Linked DNA regions of Sus scrofa: region 1 is linked to region 2. Evidence: chromatin contacts called from public HiChIP or PLAC-seq data. All regions are on one chromosome and are shown on one strand. The core of a region is the stretch at or near the end of the contact, and the rest is flanking DNA. Distances in the headings are between cores, read along the strand shown.

What was found. HiChIP or PLAC-seq counts read pairs in DNA pulled down with a chosen protein or histone mark.
Region 1: an H3K27ac HiChIP or PLAC-seq map of alveolar macrophages shows a contact between it and region 2. The contact joins two enhancer-like sites. A contact is called at or near these places in 4 of 47 Hi-C or Micro-C datasets (heart right ventricle, liver and skeletal muscle) and 1 of 2 datasets of contacts at active chromatin or transcription factors (alveolar macrophages).

What each region holds. Positions count from the first base shown.
Region 1 is chr1:168,013,128-168,017,494 of Sscrofa11.1, reverse strand. No RefSeq gene overlaps it. Among named protein-coding and RNA genes, the nearest start is that of TLE3, 160 kb to the right of the region's middle. Within about 2 kb of position 2,639, at least 11 of the 83 cell types and tissues checked have an H3K27ac peak or open chromatin away from gene starts, as enhancers often do. A contact at or near this core is called in alveolar macrophages, where this site is marked.
Region 2 is chr1:167,869,258-167,873,902 of Sscrofa11.1, reverse strand. No RefSeq gene overlaps it. Among named protein-coding and RNA genes, the nearest start is that of TLE3, 16 kb to the right of the region's middle. Within about 2 kb of position 3,057, at least 40 of the 83 cell types and tissues checked have an H3K27ac peak or open chromatin away from gene starts, as enhancers often do. A contact at or near this core is called in alveolar macrophages, where this site is marked.

The DNA.
Region 1 (4,367 bases), core at 1,390-3,889, 140 kb before region 2:
GGGATTGAACCTTCGTCTTCATGGATGCTAGTCAGATTCGTTTCCACTGAGCCACAGTGGGAACTCCAGGAGGCATTTTTAAATGCTCGTTCCAGCTGTGCTTTGGGGACATGGGGTGGGGGGGGATAAGTGAGGTAGGGAGGAAGACAGGGCACCCCACCTGGGGTTGGGGAAGCAGGCGGGGCAGAGAAAGGGTCAGGAGTGATCTAGATGCAAAGTGGGACAGCATCCGGGATGATGCTCTGGTTTCTGGCCTTGCAACTGGGAGGAAGTGGCACCCATTTCTGGCCCAGAGGAAGAAGAGGTTTGGGAGGAAGGATGATGTGCTGAATTTGAGGCGCCCAGTAAGATGTCCGAATGGCAGCGGGATGCCGACCTGAGGGTCAGGAGAAGTGGGGTCGTAGCCCAGAGATGGCACATGAGATATGGGAGCACGGGAGGGAGGGCAGCAGAGAGCAGACCTCTGAGCCACACCACTGTGCCTGAGGAAGAGGATGTCGGGCCTGAGGTCCAGCGGATCCACCAGCGTCAGAAGGTGGGGAAAGCGGGGAGACTGTGGTGTCCGGCAGCCAAGGCGAGTGTGTTAGGAAGAGGAAGTGGTCAGCAGCGTCAGGTCCTGTCCACAGACCTTGTGGGATGTGGAGTTAAAAGTGTCCACTAGATTTAGCAACAAAGAGGTCAGAGGTGGCCGTGAAAGGCCAGCCTCTGGGGCATGGAGGGGCCGAAGTCAGACTGAGGGACGTGGGAGGGGAGGAAGTGGGAAACGCTTGTACAGACACCCCTGGTTAAGAGGATTGGCTGTGAAAGAAGGGCCAGGGCGGGGCAATGGCTGAAAGAGGCCAGCAGGTCAAGAAGGAGATGTTTTCAAGACAGGAGAGGCTGTGGGCCAGGGCCCAGGAGTGAGGTTGAGGACACAGTAGATGAGGAGCTAGTGGGTTGAACGGGGTCTGAGGAGGGACAGGTCCAGGCTGAGCAAGGGGACGTCTGTGGTGGAGACAGGGAGAAGAGGATGGGCGTGGATGCCCATGCATCTGCGGTTTGGGTGATGAGGACCAGGGCTGTGGGTACCACTATGCAGGGATTCTCAACAGGGGGTGCTGGACCTATGCCAGAGCCCCATGTGGGCCTCCATCGGAGCTGCCCTGTTCCTCGGTTCCTCAGTGCACCCCTCACTGTCCTCCCCCACCTCACCAGCTCCCCACAACCTGTCCACTGCTCCCATTCCTGAGAGGGGAGGGAATGTGAAAGGAGAGTCAATTCACGGCCCTTGGCCCTCTGCTTTGCTGGTAAGACCAGCAGACATGGGCAGCAAGGAAGCCCCCAAGGGGGCCGTTGCCCCAGATGAAGTGGTGGGAGCTGAGGTGGAGGCTGTGTGGGTGGAGCCAGGCCCAACCTTAGCCTCACTCCTGAGAGCCAGGGCCCAGGAAGCAGCAAGGATGCTGAAGGGATGGGGTGGGAGGGGATGTGCGCACACACGAGTGCGCCCATAACCTTGGGTGGGCTGGAGGAAAGCAGTTTTGCTGCAGGGGATTGAAGAAAGCACAAAAGTACAGAAAAAGGAATTTCTCCACAGGCCCATGAGGCCCAGGGTCTGAGATGGAGCTAGTTTCCTCTGCAGGGAGCCTTCAGCTAGTGAGTGAGTAATTAGGGGTAATAATAGCAAGATGGACTGGTTTTTAATCTGTGCTTGACATCTGCCACCAAAATGCCATGGAATGAGAGTGTGGTAGAACGGGCACCCTGTTGTCCTGGGCTGGCCTGTCATGGTGCCCAGGGAGTCACCCATGGGCATCCCCAGTGCCCAAGAAGGCAGGTGGCACACCCTCCCCCTGCCCACCTCCCATGCCTGTGGTCCAGAGCAAGGCCTCTCTCCTCCCACAAATGCTACCAAGACACAGGGCCCATGGGACAAAACAAATCCTCATGTGCAGGGGCAGGTCCTGACCCGGGTCAGCTGGCTGGAGTCTGGAATGAAGCTGCCCTTCTTGCTGTGGCTGTTTCTGTGTTCACTTCCCAAGGCCGGTTTCTTTGCCACCCAGGGGCCAGGTCCCCAAGCTCCATTGTCTTCTCTAGGAAAGAGTTGATGTGATTCGTGTTTATTTCAGTCTTTTTCCTTTCCCAGCATCTGCCAGGGGGAGGGGGCTGAGGTTAGGGGAGGGAGGAAGGGAGAGCCACATTTAGCTTTCTACTGTCAGGAAAGTTCTACTGTCCTGGAGAGTTTGGGGGAGCTTGGCTGAACTCCAGGAAGACAGAGGCGGGGCCATCGGAGAAGATTATGCGGGGTGTACACTGCTCAAAGTCACCCTGACAAGAATGGGGGTGTGGTACAGGGGCAAATGGACCTGAAACCCACCCTGGGTCCACTAGCCAAGCCTAAAGCCCCACCTGGGCTGTATCTGCAGACAGGGGGCGCCTTTTTTCAGTTTACACGAAGGCGCTGTATAGAGAAGCTTTCCTGCACCTGTCCCCAGCAAGGGTGACCTCCACCGACTGGGGTGTGCGACAAGAACCTTCTGGCCATCTGCATCTGCTGCTCTGGTGGCCCAGAAGAGAGTTGGGAATAGGGGGGTGGTATTTCACAAGCTCCCTGGAAAGGCAGGTCGGGGAGGTGGGATGTAGAGTCAGGGTGAGGCAGACATGGGCCTGGGAAGGATTCAGGAGGACAAGTTCATGACCACAATAGGAAGTGGTGAGCAGATGACAGCACTGGCTGAGGAGTCCCACGTTGGGCTCCCCACTCTCTGAGACCCCTGCCATTGTTCCCCTGGGAGGCTCTTGACAAGTCCCTTTCTGTCCCTGTGCCTCAGTTTCCCCATCTGAGGGAGGAAGGAGGTAGACCAGAGTGTGACTTGGATCTGGAGACATGAGAGACAGAGTTATAGCTGTCACACGGCCCCCCCCAGTGCCGCCCCTTTCCCCCCCCGCCCCTGCCGCTGGGTACAACTTGGGTCGGGTCATTGGACAAGTCCAAACTTCATTTTTCCTCCGCTCAGCAGATGGCCACTTGTCTTCAGCCTCTTGGCTGGCCACCCAGGGCTGGGCTTGGGTTCCCTTTGCCTTCCCACTCCCAGCCTACCCACCCCTCCTTCCTGGGCGGGGGGCGGGGGTGGGGGAGAATAAACCAGAATAGGGTCTGTCCCTCCTTTGGGGGGAAGGGGTTCCGTTTTCATCAGCCCCAGGGGAGCAAGAGGAACAGGAAAATTACAGTATCAGCATGGAAATTACAATCTGAGGCGTCTGATTCACCAGGGAGGGTGACTCGTTTCTCTTTTTTTATTTTTAGTCGCTATTATCTTGGCAAGGAGGCCTGTGCTCATTAACCTGTATTGCCAGAGCAGAGACTCTGTGAAACCGGCTGGTGGATAAACTTGCCCCCTCCCATCCCCTCCACTCCCATCATTTATTTATAGCCTTCCTTCCCTCTGGTGAATTAATTAGCTTGTACTCACAGCCTCGGACACTTGCTGTTGTGTTTACTTGGTGTCCCTTGGAGGCCAGCGCGTGGAGGGACCGGAATGGGTGGGAAGGTGGGGCTGCTGGCTTCAGCCCAACCCAGCCCAGCCTCTCTGACTCCAGCTCTGAGCCCTCCCCCAAACCATCCCTGTCTCCAGTGAGTGGAATTGAGGGGGTCTTTGATACCCACGCTTCATTCCTTAGAGGCTTGAGCAGTTTGGGGTTTTGTTTTATTTTATATTTATTTTTGTCTTATGTCTTTTTTTAGAGCCGCACCCGCAGCACATGGAGGTTCCCAGGCTAGGGGTCTAATCGGAGCTACAGCTGCCGGTCTACACCACAGCCACAGCAATGGGGGATCCGAGCTGCATCTGCAACCTACACCACAACTCACGGCAATGCCTGATCCTTAACCCACTGAGCAGGGCCAGGGATTGAACCCACAACCTCATGGTTCCTAGTTGGATTCGTTTCCACTGTGCCACAATGGGAACTCCTGGTTTGGGGTTTTAAAAGCCAGTCAATCCACCCCTATTTGCAGAGTTCCACAATAGAGCAAGGGAAAAAAAAATGTCCGCAATGCATCCCCTTCCCTCAGCAGGGAAGCAAGGACCCAAGACACAGGCTTCAAAGTCCTCTGGGTCCAGAGCAGTACCCAGCTAAGTACCAAATCGCGCTGGCAGGGGTGACTTGGAGGATGGCTTAGGGTACGGGGGATTCCGGTGCAGAGAGGGGAGGACACCTCCAGAGTGATCCTGTGAGCAAAGGTGGGGAGAAGGACTGCACAAGGGACCACTTTAGGCTGGATTTTCCAAGCCCAGCTTCTGTTTCACAGATGAGAAGACTGGGGCTCAGAGAGGTAGCATCTTGCTCACTCATTCAGCCAGTCAACCCTTTGTTCCTTCAACACACCT
Region 2 (4,645 bases), core at 1,808-4,307:
GATTAAATAATTAGCTCCTCACAGGAGCTTTGCATCTGGTAAAAGGAGCAGGTACTCTGTAACCATGGATGGGGCACCCCTGGAAGCACCTCTGTCTTCCTGTCATTGACAAGACCAGGTCGTATACAACCCGTGTGTTCAGCATCTTTCTGCCAGGGCAGCCAGGCTTGGGGGGCAGGGTGGAAAGGTAAGGTAGAGACCCCACTTGTGCCCCTCCAGAGGTCTGGCCCCGAGAGCTCTCGGATGTGAGGCATGTCTCCATTTCCATTTTGGAGAAAGCTGGAGCAAGGCAGAGGGGGACCAGTGATGGCAGGAGGGAGAGAGCTGCTCCAGCTGCAGGTACCCAGGAGGATCAGCCACTCACAGGAAGGAGAAGGAGGAGGAGGCTTGGAAAGGGCAGGATCGAGGGGTGGGGCCTTGAGGACAGGGAACCTTCACTTCCATTCCCACCTTTCACCCTGCACCTAGGCCGTCCGAATTTTCCCTGTCTGAATCTGCCCTAAAAATCCTGTGTTCCACCCATTCATCCCCCACCCCTGGTAACTGCTGATCTTTTTACTGTCTCTGTAGTTCTGCCTTTCCTAGAATATCATATATTTGGAATCACATCGTATGTAGCCTTTTCAGATTGGCTTCTTTCACTTAGTAACAAGTATGTAAAGTTCCTCCATGTCTTTTCCTGGCTTCGTAGCTCATTTCTTTTTAGTGCTGAAAAATATCCCATGGTCTGGATGTCTCAGAGTTTCTTTATGCATTTACTCCCTGAAGGACATCTCGGTGGCTTCCAAGTTTTGGCAAGGATGAATAAGGCTGCTAGAAACACCTGTGTGCAGGTGTTTGGGTAGACGTAAGTTTTCATCTCCTTTGGGTAAATAACATGGAGTTCAATTGCTGGACTGTATGTTAAGAATATGTTCAGTTTTCCAAAGTGGCTGTACCATTTTGCATTCTCATCAGCAGTGAATGAGAATTCCTGTTCCTCCTCCTCCCCAGTATTTGCTTCTGCCAGTGTTTGTATTTTGGGCATTCTTAATAGGCATATAGTTGTCTTACTGTTATCTTAATTTGCATTTCCCTAATAACATATGATGTGGAGCATCTTTTTATATGCTTACTTGCCATTTGAATATCTTCTTTGGTGAAATGGTTCAGACCTTTTTCTGTTTTTCTGTTTCTTTTTTTTTCTTTTTGGCTGTGCCTGAGCCACAGCAGTGACAACCTTGGATGCTGAACCTGCCAAGCCACCGGGGAACTCCCTTTTGTCCATTTTTAAATAAGGTTGTTAATTTACTTACTGTTGAGTTTTCAGAATTCTTTGTCTATTTTGGGGAGTTCCTTGTCTTGGTGCAGCGGAAACAAATCCAACTAGGAACCATGAGGTTGTGGGTTCGATCCCTGGCCTCGCTCAGTGGGCTAAGGACCCGGCATTGCTATGAGCTGTGGTGTAGGTCAAAAACAGGGCTCTGATCTGGCATTACTGTGGCTGTGGTGCAGTCCAGCAGCAACAGCTCCAATTAGACCTCTAGCCTGGCAACCTCCAAATGCCGTGGGTGCAGCCGTAAAAAGACAAAACAAAACAACAACAACAACAAAGAATTGTCTATTTTGGGTAACATTCCTTTATCAGATATGTGTTTCACAAATATTGTCTCCCAGTCTATGGCTTGTCTTCTCATTTTCTTGATGAGTTAACTTTTCGTTATTAAAATAATTATTTGCTGCCTATACAGCATGTTGATAACGAATATCAAAAGAAAAAATATTTTTGATTCTAGTTCCCTCAGGATGACGATAGTACTGATGACGGTGACAACCGTTCCCATCTTTGGAATGCTTGAAGTGTCCCAAGAACTGACAATCATCTCATATGACCCTGCCACAGACCCTTGTGGGGCAGATATTATCATACCCATTATGCAGAAGCTAAAGAGGAAGCTCAGAGAAAGGAAGTGGCTAGACCCAAACTGCATACCACTAAGTAGTGGAGCCAGTGTTCAAACCCAGCAGCACCGGCCCCAGAGTCCTTGTTCCAAACCGGGCAATTGTAGACTATGCCGTTTTCATCTTCGGTCTCCCCCAGTCAAGTACAGTCATATCCCTATGTGCCCCCGGACCCTCTCAGATGTTATCACCTTTTTTTTCAACTTCGGGATCTCCCTGGGAGCTAGGTATCCTCACAGAAGAACAAATCGAGACTCTGAGAGGTTAAGTGACTTGCCCAAAGTCTCCCAGGTGTGTGAGCTCAGATAAGCCACTTTCCAAGGATTTATGCTCTGTGAGGCCAGACCCCACCAGCCAATTCTTCCCTCTACTTTGAGTGGCCCCAGAAAAATCAGTCCTGGGCTGGACTGCCGCTGTCTTGCTCTCCTCCCTCCCTCTGCCCATCCTTCTGTGGCTTCTAGAGGGATCATTCTAAATTGTCAACCAAATCATGGCCCCTCCCCCGTGATGGGCATCCCGTGGCTTCCATCTGTCCTCAGGAGGACTCCCAAACTCCCTGGCATGGCATGCCAGGCTCCCGGCATCCTACCTCTTCTGCCTCTGCAGCCTCGCCCACAGCCTCCACCCATGTCCTCAGCTAAGGCACCATCTGCTCCTACTCTTCCTTGAGCCTCTAGGACTTGATCCACACTGCTCTTTTGCCTGGTACACCTTCCCTCCTCCTGCACCCCTGACTCCACCTGAGCCCGGAAGAGGCAGAGATGGCAGTGGACGGGGTCCCAAGAGGTGGGCCTTGGGATCTACTTGGAAGGGGGCACCCTCATGATTGATGTCCTGATGGAGCTTTTGTTTGGGGGAAAATCCCCCAGGCCCTATCCTCAAAGGCAGCCTTGCGAATGGTCCGTGGGAGGTGGGAGATTCCAGGTCTGCTTCTTTCCCAGGTAGGCTGGTGATGCTGGGGCCACCCCAGAAGTGGAAAGCACCTGCACACACCCCTTCCCTGGCCCGCAAGGGCCCCAGTCCCAGTTCCGCTTGGCGTTACCATCCATGGCATGGTGATGGTAGCTTCCTACGCCACGCCCCAGAGGCTCACCTCCCAGTCACCCGGCCCCACATTCCAGTTAAAGAGGAAGGGTGCAGAACGGGAAGTGGAACTCCTGCCCTAGCCACCCCACAGTCTACTGGGAGCTGGGCAGGCAGGGGTGTGGGGAGAAAGAGCAGAGGAAGCGGCTTCTCTCAGCGTTATTGGAAGCCACGAGACACCTCCAAATGCCCCCCTCCTTGATATGTCTGCAAAATCTCTGCTTCGCTGCATTTAATTCAGCATTTAACGAGCCCCTACTGCGTGATTACCCACAGGGCTAGGTGTGGTTTGCATATAAGATCACAAGTCCAGCCTTTGGGGGAAATAGCACTGGCATCTGACCAAGAGATCTGGGTAGTTGAGCCCCGTTCTGCAGTTATTAGCTAGCAGGCCACGGGCACTCCAGGAAACCTTCTAGGCCTCTAGTGGGCCATCTTTCGAATGGGGACTGTGGTATCTATCCAAGAGAGCTGCAAGGGAGCAGGAATGGGAAAACGACCTCATGCACCGGACATCGCTGGGCAAAGGTCAGGTGATGCCCACAGCCTGGAGGCAGAGACCCACACAGGCCCAGCTAACCACAGGGCAGGGCACCCTGGGGTGAGGGCATCAGACACAAATAAGGATGCCATGGAGCCCAGAGGGGAGCGACTCATTCTGACCAAGGGTAGAGGGCAGTGAAGAAAGGGCCTTGAAAAGCAGGTGGGATTCCATGAGCTCAAATGGAAAAGAAAGAGCATTCCAGCAGAGGGAACACAGGCAAACCCAGAGGCTAATGGGGTGGGGGTCGGGGTGGTTTCGAGAGCAGGGGAGTGGCAGATCCGATTTGCTTTAGAGGTCCTGCTGGCTCCTGAGAAGGGATGGAGTGGAATTGCCAGGGCCCAGGTGAGCGAGCCAGCCTCACCCTCCAGGAGAGGGGCGATCTGCAAGCTTGCCCTCCCCACAGTCTGACCTGCCAGAAGCTGGAAAGGGTTAGAACCTGGGCAGGGCTGAGCCAGCTGCCTGCCCACAGCCCCTCCCCCAAGCCCACCCCCACCCCCTGGGAGCCTGGAGACCTGTTTGTTTTCCTTGTAAAGAGGGGAGCCCTGCCCTTTGTGAGATTTCTACTTAGGAAGGAGCGGGCAGTCAGCTTGTGCTGCTGCCTGGATTTCCAGCTATTGACACAGACTCTGACAATGAAAGCAAAGGCCAAGAGAGGCAGAGACAGGGCGGCTGATTAAAATGTTCTTCCCGGGTTGTTCAGCTCTGCCCGGGGAGGCTTGCTGGAAAACCCGGGGAGGAACCATCACCTCCAGAGCTTGGCCCAGTTGGAGGCGGGGCTGAGGAGCTTCTGCACCCCCATGCCACAGATTCATCGGCTCCAGCTCCCAGGGCCCCTGCTTTTGTGGTTTCACCCTCCGGTAATAACCAGGGTCAGGGATGTGACTGTGACTCCTTTCAGGCTCAGTTTTGTTTCTAAAAAGGCACAATAACATACCACTTCATGGGCTTTGTTATGGGTCAGATTTGCCCAAGAAAGGACTCAGAGATGGAGCAGGGTTGCCAGATCAAATACAGGAAGCCCAGTTAAATTTGACTTTCAGATAAAGGAAGGATTTCTTTTTCGTAAGTAAGTATATC